Regions from separate parts of the Rattus norvegicus genome. Here region 2 is linked to region 1. Evidence: chromatin contacts called from public Hi-C data. All regions are on one chromosome and are shown on one strand. Each heading gives the region's core, a stretch centred on a gene start, on an enhancer-like site or on the middle of the called end of the contact. The rest is flanking DNA. Distances are from core to core; before and after follow the strand shown.

What was found. Hi-C and Micro-C count contacts between places; a contact is called where the count stands out from the background.
Region 2: a Hi-C map of prefrontal cortex shows a contact between it and region 1, with 2.6 times the contacts expected there. The contact joins the promoter of Tmem132a here to the enhancer-like site in region 1. A contact is called at or near these places in 2 of 12 Hi-C or Micro-C datasets (frontal cortex and prefrontal cortex).

The regions. Positions count from the first base shown.
Region 1 is chr1:216,882,065-216,889,198 of GRCr8, reverse strand. All of the region lies in intron 1 of Cd6 (Cd6 molecule), which reads left to right. Among named protein-coding and RNA genes, the nearest start is that of Cd6, 21 kb to the left of the region's middle. Within about 2 kb of position 3,793, at least 42 of the 93 cell types and tissues checked have an H3K27ac peak or open chromatin away from gene starts, as enhancers often do. A contact at or near this core is called in prefrontal cortex, where this site is marked.
Region 2 is chr1:216,938,229-216,945,439 of GRCr8, reverse strand. It overlaps Tmem132a (transmembrane protein 132A), which reads left to right and starts at 1,796. Exons shown (of 11, transcript NM_001415950.1): 1 at 1,796-2,025; 2 at 4,320-4,534; 3 at 4,817-5,035; 4 at 5,641-5,972; 5 at 7,160-7,211. The coding sequence starts at 1,938. Tmem109 (transmembrane protein 109) reads left to right here. Exons shown (of 4, transcript NM_001007736.1): 4 at 1-924.

The DNA of each region.
Region 1 (7,134 bases), core at 2,544-5,043:
GAGAGTCCGTTCCCTCTTTCCATCATGTGGGTTCTGAAGTTAGAACTGAGCTCATCAAACTTGCCATCTTGATGAGCCTCAAAGACGCAGCTTGTTATTACTCTAGTACAAGATCTTCAAAACTCGTGATAAATATCATAAACACATAGCAGTGTACTCTAAGTGGGTGGTTGTTTCGGAGCTGGGGACCAAACCCAGGGCCTTGCGCTTGCTAGGCAAGTGCTCTCCCACTGAGCTAAACCCCCAGCCCTCTATAAATGTTTTTAACAAGCCAAAGTCATCCTTACCCTTCAAATTTAAGCAATGTTTTCACTTTGCCATACTTGCTCAGATCTTATAAGAAAATGATTAATTAGAATGGAAACAACAGTTATTACCCGCCCAGGGACCTGGCGTCCAGAACCCGCATGGTATGTATCTGCATCTTTTCTTCCGTCCTTTTCTAGTTTTTTAATTTTTCTCTATAAATATTCTTTTTTTATTAACTTGAGTATTTCTTATATACATTTCGAGTGTTATTCCCTTTCCCGGTTTCCGGTCAAACATCCCCCTCCCCCCTCCCCTTCCTTATGGGTGTTCCCCTCCCAACCCTCCCCCCATTGCCGCCCTCCCCCCAACAATCATGTTCACTGGGGGTTCAGTCTTAGCAGGACCCAGGGCTTCCCCTTCCACTGGTGCTCTTACTAGGCTATTCATTGCTACCTAAGAGGTCAGAGTCCAGGGTCAGTCCATGTATAGTCTTTAGGTAGTGGCTTAGTCCCTGGAAGCTCTGGTTGCTTGGCATTGTTGTACATATGGGGTCTCGAGCCCCTTCAAGCTCTTCCAGTTCTTTCTCTGATTCCTTCAACAGGGGTCCTATTCTCAGTTTCTATTTTTATTACACAAAAATTCATCGCTGCACAGAGGGCGGTATTGGAACATGAGCTGAACTGTATATAGATGGTGTACTCCTATCTAAGTACTAGGCAGGCCCCACCCTGCTTAGCTGTGAGATCAGACAAGGTCATAGGTGTGTAACTGTCTTGGCTACTTTGTGGGTTCTTCTTTCTTCCAGCCTTCTCCACCCTTTTTTTTCTTCCACCCCTTCCACCCTGTAACACTATATAGGAGAGAAAATGGATTGAGAGGAAAGGAAAGAGATCCCTGAATAAAGCCACGGGTTGGAAAGAAGGTGATGCTATCGTTAGACTACTTCCTGCTGATAAGAGGTACTGAGTTCCTTGGGGGCAAGTTTGATCTTTGCTGTCAGGATATCTAATTTCTTCTGCTGTTTCTTCTTTGCACATGACTACTTAACAAACCACAACCAACCAGAAAAACCAACAACCAACCAACTAACCAAAATCCACCCTGCCTCTCAGGGCCCTAGCATTTATTTAACCTCTGAAAAGTCCCTAAAATTCCAAATGTCGCACAATCACAGAAACTATCTGCAGCTGGCAAACTCCTGCCTCTGCTAGAGCATGAAGCAAATTGTAGACAGTTCGACGCGGCCCCATATCCCACCCCTATATTCTTATAATAGTTCTGTGTTTTTCAAAGATACCAAGACTAGATGGCTCAGTGATGAAGAGCACTGACTGCTCTTCCAGAGGTCCTGACTTCAATTCCCAGCAACCACATGGTGGCTCAGAACCATCTGTAATGGGATTTCATGCCATCTTCTGGTGTGTCTGAAGATAACATAAAATAAATAAATCTTAAGAAACAAAAACAAGAAGCTGAGTAACAGGTTCACATTTATTTTAAAAAAAAAAAAGAGTGCTCGTGGTATAGACAGTATGTATGATGTGTCATGGGACATGCTGTTCTAAACATTCACCCTGTGTTCTGAAGATGTGCTAGTGGACTACTTCAATCTAGTCTGTATACAACACACTACGACTACACACTACAGGGAGGCTGTCATATTGCTTCTCCCTGTCTTGTGTTCACAGTGAGCATCCCTTGCATGCATCACATGGAAACACCCCATAGGGACACACACACACACACACACACACACACACACACACTCGAAGATATGATTTCCAACATCTTGAGTTTTTGCAAGGACTCATCACCAGCCCTTTTCTGTGCTCTTTCTATGATAAATATAGGGACATCCTGTATATTTAGGGTACAATCTGCCTTCCCCACCCACTAGACATATCTGCGCATATGTATCTATCACATCAGGCGCTCAGAGTCAGTACCTTGAATGGGTTCTTCTTGTGATCATGCATCAGTCCTGTGACGTTTTTTATACCCATGAGGAACAGCACGTGAAGAGACTTGCCTGAGGTCACTCCACCGGAAGGGAAAACTGAGCATGTTAAAATAAATGCTGTTTTGAGACAGGGCCTCATGTAACCTAAGCTGGTCTCTAACTCAAGAAGTAGCTGAGTATGACCTTGAGCTTGTCATCCTCTTCCCCCTACCCGCTGAGTGCTAAGTATACAGGTGTGCACCACCACATCTGTTTGTGCGATGGTGGGGATGGAACCTCCCCGGGTGCTATGAATACCAGGCAAGGACTCTCCCAACTGAGCTACTGTCAGGTCTGAAAGAAACTGGGGACAAATGGCTAATTCAGGTACTATTAGCATACCAGAGTGACCTCCAGGCTCTCCCAGCACTGCAAGTACCTATTATGGAGTCCTTGCTGGCAACCTGCCTCCTCTCAGCTCTTCTCACCCTGCCCCCTGCCCTAAGCCTCTCCCAGTCATGGACTTCTCATTCCTATTTAACCCTGCTACAGTGGCCATGTGCTCTCCTGGCTCTCTGGGCTCCTGGTCCTCTGTCTCGGCCCTCTCTCCTTTTGCTCTTTCTTCTCTTCCTCTCTCACTCTCTCCTGCCCCTCCTCTCGTGGTCTGGTAGAGTCTACTGGCCATGCTTAGTCTAATACTTTCCCGAATGCTCTGCCTCATATCGACAGCAAGAACCTTCCCTCAGTCATACCTTGGAGTGGTCATGTCCTCGCTTTGCACAGATACAGCTCTAGCCCCAAGGCTTGTTTCAAATCCTCTCATATTTAATTCCAATCTGATATTCCTTCTGCTTTGCAACATCTGCTAGGACAGATGGTTTTCCCCCAACCAGATACCAAGACTCATCTAAGATCTCCCAGTGAGACGCTAGGAGGAGACCTGGACTTTTCTCTAACCTCTGTCGACTGAATCCTTAGTGAAGAGCAAAGGTGCAAGACAAAGGAACAGCCAGGAACGCTGGCTGCTGAGCTCGCGGGGAGGCAAAGCCTCCCTCCTGCTCCTTGGGAATTTTATTTCAAGTGTTCTTTATTCTCTGTGAAGTAGCTCTCATCTTACAGTCTGGTAGCTGCAAAGTAGGTGCAAGCTGAGCAGGTTTGGAGGCCAAAAAGGGAGTCTTTTCATATAAAGAAACTCCTGTTACCATGGCAACCGGAGCCCACATCTCCTCTCCAGGAACAGCGGATGCCATGTTTGCAGAGTCAGGGAAACCAGCAGCTAAGTTGTGCAAGACAGGCAGCTCTGAGATGATTAAGAGGAGAGGTGGGGAGGTGGGGAGGTGGCGGGGAGGGCATGTGGCCTTGGGGAGAGTGGGATTGTTCTTGTGCAGAGACAAAGGCTGAGAGGCTTCAAAATCACATGATGTCAAGGACGGAATATATAATTAATCGTCCTCTGCACTCTCAAATCCACTTGGGGTTGCACTAGAGAAGTGAGATCGGAGCCTCGGAGTGAAGAGTAATAGCAGTGGTGGCCATGTCCCAAGCCCTCAATATTTCCCATACATCACCCTCCAAAGCAAATCCGCGGGCACCGTGTATTGTGCCCAGTACCAGGTTATAGCCAGCCAGGCTTACTGACTTTGCCAGGTCATGTAGCTGGTAATTGTGGTAATTGTCAGTGATGGTTTAAATCACTGTTTGTCTCTCCCCAAGTCCCTTTTCTAAATCATGGAGAGAGAGAGAGAGAGAGAGAGAGAGAGAGAGAGAGAGAGAGAGAGAGAGAGAGAGAGAATGTCCTGAGAGCAGAAGAGACATGGATGAATTGCTGCCCTGGAAACGCCATGCTGCTTCTGTATCACTCCATTTCCGCTTATCTCCTTCACACCGCCCCAGCTCCCAGCATGAAGCTGAGTTCAGTAAATGTTAATGGGCTTGCTGTCCACATTGGCGAGCAGGAACAGGCTTGTTTCTCAGCACTGAGGAGAACCTGGCTCACTTATTCTCCCTGTCTTCCGTTGGGCCAGGGGACACCCAAAGCCTGTTGGACTGTGAGGATCCCACAGTAGAGGTTCTGAACTGCCCTTTTCATCTCCCTGGCCTCATTGGCAGAAAGGGAAGGGGACCCTTAGACTTCAGGGAAGCATGAACGATGCCAAGCCAGTGAACATCTTCTGCTGTGGAATATGGTGATCACAGTGCTTTTAAAAGCTGTGTTCTTGGGCTGGAGAAGTGAATCGGTGGGATAGGACAATCTTCTAAACATAGGTCCAAACAAAGGACTAAAACAGATCTATGTACTTGGTGGCCTTCAGGCTGTGAGCACTCCACACGCAGTGACAGTGGCCTAGCCTTGCAATGGGATGCCAAGTGTGTAAAGAGCTGTCCTGCCTGTACGTGGGTTCAGTCAGGAGCTTCAAGAGCTGGATTTCTCAGGTTCAAATCTTGCCCTCATTTCTGCCCAGCTGTAACAAGGTCCCTAGACCATTTGCCGAATACTGTGTCTGTGTACTTGATAGTGACACAGTTCTGATAAGGGGCTCATTCAGGAGAGCTCTTGGGAGGTCTCCAGTCCATTTTCCACACGAAACAGAGGAAGGACAGCTACGTCTATAAGAAACGCAGTGAGAGCTCAGTAGTTGATCTCTCTCGTTTTAGATTTTAATCTAAGTATCAAAGAATGTAAGGGGTGGAGAAGATTGAAATGGTCATCGACTCATTATACCAGTGAGAAAACAGGGGCCACACAGCAAGGTAATGGCAAGAACCAACCGAGATCCCCAACCTGCCAATGCTTAGCCTGATGATCCCCACAGTGCCTCCCGCTAGAGAATACTGACATTTCCAGGGAAAACACCCAGATCTTGCAATCGTAGGAGCTGTTTCTTCCCAGGAGGGAGTTGGCTTTGCTTCACCTGGCCATATGGTTTGCTCTAGCTTTATTTACAGGGTCACGTGAGCAGAATGCCTGGATAGCCGGCACACAAACTCATTTTACCAGTGCTGTGAGCCACCCGGTACACTTATCTGAGGGTGAGTGAGTGAGTGAGTGGGTGGGTGAATTCGTTTTTATTTTGATGTAGACTACCTGGACATTTTAGAAGAACACAAAGCAAGCAGAGAGAGAGAAACTCACCAAGGAGAATGTGTTTTCTTTTTCTGAGGATCTTTCCTCACTGGCAAAGACTGAGCTCCATCTTTTTCTATCCTCTCAGCATCCCTTTTGGGTGAGGCTCTGCCCAGTGAACGCAGCCAGCAAAAAGGATCAGGATGCTGCCCGTGTGTAGCTTACAGAGCAGGGCTGTGCCGGCCAGGCTTTCTGTGGCTGTGGCACACACATTTGAAGATGAATTAAGGGAGCAGAGATTGGTCTGGGCTTACAGTTTCAGGGGTGTTGATCCTTCATGTCAGGGAGCACTTGGAAGGGCAGAGCCGTTCACCACATGGTGGTCAGGGAAGAGAGAGAGAGAGAGAGAGAGAGAGAGAGAGAGAGAGAGAGAGAGAGAGAGAGCATATAGTTGCTCTCACTGGCTTGTTCTTCTTTCCCATTCTATTCTATGCAGAATCTCAGGTGCCCAGCCGATGGGATGAGGCCACCCACATTCAGGAGAGGTCCCTTAGGTCCCTTCCCTTAGTGAATCCTCTTGGGAAATGTCCTCAGACATACCTAAAAAAATCGCCATCTTTAATTACTTTTTTATTTATTTTGTGTGTGTGTGGTTGGGATGGTCAGAGGACAACTTGCAGGCATCTGTTCTCTCCCATCATATGGACCCCAGGTACCAAACTCAGGTTGAAAGCCTTGGAAGCCAGTACCTTTATCTGATTTCCTAACTTTCTAGATGCTTCTCTATCTGGTCAACATTAACCTTCACAGGAGGGACCGATGCCATTATCAGCTCACGACCAAAATAACTATGTCATTCTCTCGGCTCCGTCCACAAAGAAAAGCTCCAGCTGCCATTAGTGAGCATGACAGAAGATTGATCCTGAACCCTTCGGGGTCTCTGGAAGGTCTCCACAAGCTAGAACCGGGCCAGGGGCTAGCAAGGTCTGGGGAAGAATGGAAATCTGTGAACTGGCCTTCAGCCACTTGCTGTTCTATTGCAAACCCCCACCCTATCATTAAAAACCCTTTATAAATAGTTTATGACAAGTATTTTTAATGTGCTGTGTGTTTCTAGCCAGTCCCCCAGTGGCTTTCAGAGAATTTAGCTGTCTTCAGTGTGTGTGTGTGTGTGTGTGTGTGTGTGTGTGTGTGTGTGTGTGTGTATTTTGGTGTGCTTTGGTTTTAGTGTGATGAAAAACAGCCTGTTTTTATCTGTAATGACAACACATATGGGAGCACTCTGTCCCCATTACAGGCCCTGGGTGACTAAATGCCATACTGATTCATCTTTACCACAAGCCTATAACATAGTGAGACTAAGGTAAGCTTGTAAAGGGGTCACCTGAGTCTCAGAGGGGGTCGGTGACCTGCCCCAGTAGCTGAAAGGACACTCCAACCACTAGTCCCAATTACAGACTCCGATTTCCATGGCGAATTGCATCCAGAAGTCCCCCCGCCTTTTCTTTTGTCCTCTAGCCCCCACTCCCTTCAACCCAACAAAAGGCCTTGCACAATTCAGGCAGGCTCTGGCTCCGAGCTCCCACTCGAGCCCTCAAGACTACTTCTGCAGGTTAAGTGCCCAGAAGCAAAAGTGTAGGTAGCTGCTGGCTTGGCTTGCTGCTGTCCTGGGTGCTTACAAACACTTTCCAGTGTTTCTAACCATGTTTCCAGCAGTGACACATGGCACACTTCCCACAAGGTTCTTTCTGTAAATCCAATCTCATATCACAGCCCCCGCTCCAACTCTTACCCTGCCTCCTCCCCAGCATGAAACCTTCAACTTTATTCCACACCCATGATTTTCTCAGCATCTCAGGTTGAGCCAGTGGGCGTAGGTGCC
Region 2 (7,211 bases), core at 547-3,046, 58 kb before region 1:
AGAACCTGTCCTCTGCCAGGTACTCAGTCAAGGGGTGGCTCCCAGCCTGCCTCCCCCAGGGCGGGTTGGAGAGACCTCAGCCCTGGCTTCTGCTCTCAGCCAGCACCACTGCCACTGATCTCCCGTGATGATTAACCTTCTGCTGCCTGGCTTCCTTTCAAAAGGCCTTCCCAGGCTGACCACACCCTCAGCTCCTTTCTTCCTACTCCCGGCCACACTACCATCCCTAGTCCCTTGAGGCCCTTATGTCTTCCTCACTGCCCAGCAGGGGGAAGGGGAAGGAGATTTGAGACCTGAGGATAAGGGAGGAGGAAACGGTCTGGAGGCCTGTGCACCTATGTTCTGTTACAAGTGCCTTAACAGGAGTCAGTAGCACCCTCCAGTTGTCCCTTGCCACACTGAATATAGGAAAGTGTCCTATGGCTACTTTGTGTTCAGAGTGAGCTGTCCTTTGCAGAATCCCCACTCCAGCAAACAAAGCAAAGGCTGGGGCCCTGCTGTAGGGACTGTTAAATCTCCCTTGGGGATTTCAGGGACCTTGAAAAAGACAGGAGGACCTGCTGTCTTGCAGTTTTACTCCTGTCCACTCTGCCATCCAGGAGCAACCCTTGGTCAGTGTTGTGTCCCAGTGGCTGTGAAGGGCAAGGTCTTGCCCTGATCTGTTCTGCAGGGCTAGGAGGGAGCCTGGCACTTACCCCTCTTCACCAGGGCACTTGCTCACTCCTGGCCTTGGCCTTTATGGCCCTGGTGGAGGGAGGTGTCCTATGCCAGGTCCAGCACAAGATGTGAAGAATAAATCTATTCTTACTGATAAGGTTTGATGTGGAATCACGGCTGCAGTGATATATTTTTATCAGCGCTTGGTGGTTTTAAAAAAAGTGCATGCTATTTTATTATCTTCTGAATAAAATGTATTTACTCAAAGTCTCTGCTGCCAAACTTTCTTCTGTGGGGGCAGCCCAACTTTCTGGACTTCCAGCAGGAATCTGTTGGAAGGAAGGGAGGGCTCAGGAAGGCAGGGTGTGCCTGGTACCCCTCCCTCTTGGAGGGAGGCATGCACTCTCTTGTAAAACTTGTGGATCTGCAGCAGTGTTGGGACTAAAGTTGCCCCTTCCTGCAGCGCTAGCCTGGGGAACCTGGAAAAACTGGCTTTCCCTCCCAGACTCAGGAATTTACTGCAATAAGATTCTCACTGTGGCTCCAGGTGGTTCTGCTGTTTTGTGTAAGCCCAGGCATGTTTCTGTTTCCTTTTCCTCTTTAAGTTGCCATGGAGATGCCAAATCTTCTGGACTTAATCCCAACACTACCTGGGGGCAAGGCTAGGCGGACCGGGAGTCAGGACTCCCTCAGAAGGGTTGACCAGCCTGCACCCTTCACCCTTTGAGACTCTGGGATGGGTTTGGTAATGAAACACGCTTTCTTCACGGATGGCCGTAGGTTGCCATCTAGCCTGGTTCGGCCTCTCCTTTTCTGTCCCAGCAGCTCTGTTCTCTATGTTCCTGAATTCTAGATGCCTTCACAGCCGAGATGCTTGTAGGGAGGGCATGAAGCAGAGGAAACGTTTTTGTTTGTTTTCTTCCTTGATCATCAGCTTCCAAGTGGAATCCCAGAACTCACCATGTGCCTCCCGGGCAGAGGGCATCAATTTGCTTAGTCTCCAGGGATGCTGCCTTCTTCCGACCCTAGGCACGGGGGGCGCTCTGGGTTTGGGGATCCGCAGGGCACTAGGACCCGGCGGGGCGAAGGGGGACAGCCCATGTGCCTGCGTTCCCTCCCACCCCACTGCTCCCGCTCCATTGTCTGGGAACTGCAGCCGCGAGCCGGCGGCGCAGGAAACAGGCTGGCCGGAGCGGCGGGCGCGGGAGATGTGGGGCCAGATCGCAGCCACCTGAGCCGCGCGCCGGTTACCTGCCTTTGGTGGGAAGGAGTGCGCCTCGATGACGGAACGTGCGGCAGCGGCCCCTCGGGGGCCCTACGGTGCCTGGCTCTGCCTCCTGGTGGCTCTCGCCCTGGAAGTCGTGAGAGGTCAGAGGGAAGGGAGGGAAGGGGAGGGGCGACCTGGCCCTGCCCGGCCGAGGCCTTGCGCCAGTAATGCCCTCAAGCCTCTGGGCTCTGGAACTAAACCTAGAGCAATGCCCTGGAGAGGTCTAACCTTGGGAAACCGGCTCCCAGCCAACAGCCCTTTTGCCTTCTTCCCTATGCACTACCTGGATGCTCCTACCTGAGCCTAAGGTCTTCTCTTCCTCCCATCCTCACAAGCCCGGTCCCAACTCCTCTGCGAGCCAGCCCCATCTCCAGCTCCGACATCTAACCCTCCTGCCCTGCTTCCCCGTGCACTACCACTTCCTAACCTGCTGTTTCCCAGAAGCCTGCCAGTTAGTCACAGGAATGCAAAACAACCTGTTTGCCTGGGACCCGAGAGATACGCTTCTCTCTACCTGTTCCAAGGAGATCTCCAACCTTGGAGTCTTCTAGGAGAGTCCCAGCCTTGCCTTTATGAGCCCTCGTGGATGTACCCATCACTGGGTAAGGGGCAGCAGCTACCGCGTACCTGACATGAGCTTGGATTGGAAGGTGAAAGATACTATGGGAATTGGGAAATGGTGAAGTAGTCTCTACCCTTCTGCCCCCATTGAGGGCTGGACTCCCAGTGATGGGAGACCATGGGAATCCGTGGGAGTCAGGCTACTGAGCATCTTGTAATTATGGAAGCATTGAATTAGAAGGTGGACTGGAACCACCCTAAGGGCCAACAGTCACTCACTTGTTACCTTTAGGGATACTGGCGTGCAGGGGTGTGGGGGTGCTCCAGAGAAAAGCCCCACCGTCCCAGCTCAGCTGTGGAGCTGAGAGAGCTGGTTCTGGAACTTCTTTCAGGTCCCTGCTCCACACCCTGCAGAACCAGTGGGACTCCTAATAACCCCTCCACAGTGAGGGAAGGAGAGCTTTGTCATTCCAATCTCACTTCAACGTATGATCTACCAAACTTACAAAGCCCTCCCCTGCCCACCGGGTTATGAAATACTCCCACCCCTGTTCCAGTGAGGAAACCCGGGCTCCAAGATGCTAGTGACTGGCCCATCTTTCATGGAGTAGAGCTAGGACATAAAGTCAGATCTCTGCCCCCAGCTCCCAAACCTCTTCAGGGAGAGTGGAGGGAATTCCAGAATGAGTGAGACAGAGCCTGGAGTTGACATAATTCAGGAGAGGCAGCAGAGCCAGGCACATCGACTGTACTTGCGGTTCCAGGTACTCAGGAGAAATGGGAGGATAGTTCCCCATCTTCAAAAAGCAGTAGCGGCAAGGAGAGCTGGAACAGGGTCTCTAGCAAGGGGCTGAATGACCACAGAAGGCTTCCCTGAGGAGACAGAATGTGCTCTTGACCCTGAAGGAGGGTAGGGTACATACAGTGTGGAGCCCACGTGGCGTGCTGGTGTTGCATTGAATGGAAAGGCTGGGAAGCAAGTCGGTGAATTCCTTACTGGCCTCTCAGGTCCACTGCGAGGTGGAGAACCCTCATACATCATTTTCTAAATCCGTTAAGTGGAGTTTGTGGTAATAGAAGTTAATCCACAGAACTGTGTGAGACCGGAAAGAGTTAATACATGTAAAATTGAGTCAGTGTGGGATTAAGAGCTTGAAGAATTGTTACTCTTTGGGGATTATAGTACAAATCAATATAGCTGTAGTGGACCTTTGTGCTTTTTATGAACAAATATTCTAGCTCCTGATGGTTTGTGAGTGCCAGAACCCTCTTCATTCCTGAACCCTGAACCCCAGCTAGGACTAGGGCTTGATCCCCAGAAGGGATCAAGTTTGGAAATTTGGTGTAGGTGTACCATGACAGTAATTAGACTTGGAGGGGGTGACCAGCCATGTCCACCAAAGGACACAGACACAGCAAAAAGGGTCTCCATTTCTACAGAGCTCGACTGGGAACCATCTTTTACTGAGTAGTTCCCAGTGCAGGAGGAGTTCTGCCCTCCAAATGCCCTATCTGAGGCAGATAGGTTGTAGGGATAGGTGGAGGAGATGTTGAAAAGGCTCTGCTGGAGAGAGAGAGATAAGTTCTGTGTAAGTCATAAAGAAGGAATAACTGGGAAGTCTGATCCATGACTCTCAAATTCTGTCTACTTTTGTGAGGCTCTCAGTTCCTCAGTCACCTCATCCGTGAAATGGGATGACTCCCCTACATCTGGAAGATGGTACATTTGTAGTCCATTTTACCCTCTCCTCTCCATCCCCACCATGAGAATGAAGCCCAGTTCAACCTCTGTGAGTTCTGTAGCCATCCCATGTCTACCCTTGTTCCTCTCCAGTTGGCAGTAACCAAGATACCCTGGACCCCATCTACCTGCCAGTGGCCCTGGAACTCCTGGATGCCCCTGAACATTTTCGGGTGCAGCAGGTGGGCCACTACCCACCTGCCAACTCTTCTCTGGGCTCCCGCTCTGAGACCTTCCTGCTCATGCAGCCCTGGCCCAGGGCACAGCCACTTCTCCGGGCCTCCTACCCACCTTTTGCCACTCAGCAGGTAAGAATAGGGCCCAGGGACTCCCAGGCCAATGAGTCTCATGGCAGGGGCAGGGGCGGGGGTGTCTTCTCATTCTCCTATCTAAGCACCAACAAGGGATTGGGCACATTAGGGTGATGCAGATATACATAGCTTTTCCCGTTCTCTGCATAGGAAGACTGAGGCCTCTAATCTCCTGCTCACTGAGATTAGAAGCCTGAAATCCCCTTTTCCCAGACCTGACTATGGTGTCATCTGCCTCTCCACCCGGCTCTGCAGTTGAGCGTGCTTGTTCTTTCCCAGGTGGTCCCTCCTAGGGTCACTGAGCCCCACCGGCGACCTGTCCCTTGGGATGTGCGGGCTGTTTCCGTGGAAGCAGCGGTGACTCCAGCAGAGCCCTATGCCCGTGTCCTCTTCCACCTCAAAGGGCAGGATTGGCCACCAGGACCTGGCAGCTTGCCCTGTGCCCGACTACATGCCACACACCCTGCAGGCACTGCTCACCAAGCCTGCCGCTTCCAGGTGAGCACACTGCACCACGCAGGTGCGGTGCCAGGGTGGAAGGGAAAGGACTCTACTACAGTCTTGAGAGTCTAGGGCCATTGCCACCTGACTCTTTTGCTTCCTGATAGCCCTCAGAGAAGGTCTCCTGAGGATTTCAGCCCATGGCCCATGGCTTTGGACTCATGTCTCTGAGGCCCCAGTTCCCACCTCTAGGGAGCTGGAGAAGAAAGAAATGAGACAGAGGTTAGAGTCACTGGAACAGAGCCATTAATCTTTGTGAGTAGTGATGGAACTTTTGTGGGTTCTGTTTACACTACTGTGCAGTTGGACCCAAACACCCACTGGAGAGAACTGTTTCTTGCTCTTGATATTCCGAGTTCTAGACAAGTCCTGGGATGTGGTAAAGATCACCCCATTTTGCTCTGAGTCTGTTCAAGAAGAGTGACCTACAGAGTAGTCTGACACCTAGACCTGGTGAGGGGTCCCTAGTTTATGGAGGCACCCAGGAGACATCCTAGACATCCCTAGTTCTGCCTTTCATAGGTTTTTCCATCAATGGGAGCAAGACTCCTTCCCACCCTTCACAGGGCCAACCATAGCCTTTGCTTTCATTGTGTTTGCAGCCATCTCTGGGTGCCTGTGTAGTGGAACTGGAGTTCCCCTCTCAATGGTTCTCCCAAAGTGCCACCACAAGGGCAGAACTGGCCTACACTCTGGAGCCTGCAGGTGAGGGCCCTGGGGGCTGTGGCCCTGGCACGGAGGAGGAACCCAAGGAGCAGGCTCTTCCAGTGGGTAGTGTGGAGCTGCACCCTGAAGACCCCCCACAGTACCAGGAGGTCCCGCTGGATGAAGTAGTCACTTTACGTGCACCCGATGTGCCAGTGAGGCCTGGCCAGCTCTTCACTGCCACCCTTCTGCTTCGACACAATTTCACAGCCAGCCTTCTTACTCTGCGGTGAGTACTAGGCCCTTATGGGTGGAAGAGGTAATAGGGGCTTAAGTAGGAAGATAGCAGGTTTCTAGTTTTCCTGTGGTCTCACTGGAGCTCTGGGTCTCCACCAACCGTGAGTTCTGCATAAAAGTCCCAAGCAGAGAATTTGCGAGATACTGTGTTGGGCACAATCCAGAAGTAGAAAGCCTCTGTGGGATTTCATGTCCTGGGGTAGAGGAAGCAGGAGAGGCTTAGAGCCTGAGAAGTGTAGTGTCCAGTGCTGGGTTATGCTCAAAGATGATAAGATGGCTATCTGTCTGGGCTTGAGTATCCATAAGTTTCTTCTACTTGCTGCTCTACCTGAGGGGGGCCTTTGGACAAAACCCATTCTTTGCCATCAAAGACTCCATGCTGTAATCCTTTTCTACAGGAAGTTACTCCAAAGTATCCTCTCTCCTACCCAGTGAAGCTGGCAAGGATGTATAATGTAACTTCTCTACATCTGTAGGTCTGTGGGAGTTCCACTCCACATTCTTCCTATTTACCTCTCATACCTACTCAGTCTCCTCCACCCACTGAATCCACAGATCTTACAGTACAAGTCCTGAGTCTCCACACTGGTGTTGTTGCACAGAAGTGTGCAAGGCCCCGCCCCCATCTGTACCAAGGACTGGAGGAGAAAGCATGAACTAGATTAGACTTTGTGGGGGTGGGGACGCTCAGCTGAAGCTATGACGAACCTTGAGGACTTGGGCCAGAGTAAAGGGAAAATTATCTACCACTTCCAAGAAATAGTATTTAGGAAGAAAGGTAGACTAGGCTATGGGTGTAGCCTGGGCAAAGGCCTGGGGACATGCATATGAGCTGGGCTAGGATGGGATGACTCTTGGTGTGGCCCAAATCCAGAATGTATGAAGAGATGTCACTGCCCCTGCTGAGGCTGAGCCAGGGCCTGGAGGCTCTGGAACACCAGGCCTGGGCTTCAGCTTGTGGGCAGTAGAGAGTTAAAGGGCTTTGGGGGTGGGTAGAGGAAGGAGCATGATATGACCTGTCTTGAGTTGGGGGCCTTTTAGGAAGAATAGAAGGAAATTCCCATTGGAACTGGGAAGGCCAGAGGGGACGGGGGGGACATCTCTAGCTCTTCATCTGCCTTCCCAAAGCAATTGGTAGCTCAGCCTCCATATTGACCAACAGCCCATACCCTCTTGCAGGATCAAGGTGAAGAAAGGGCTACAGGTGACAGCTGCCCGCCCAGCCCAGCCC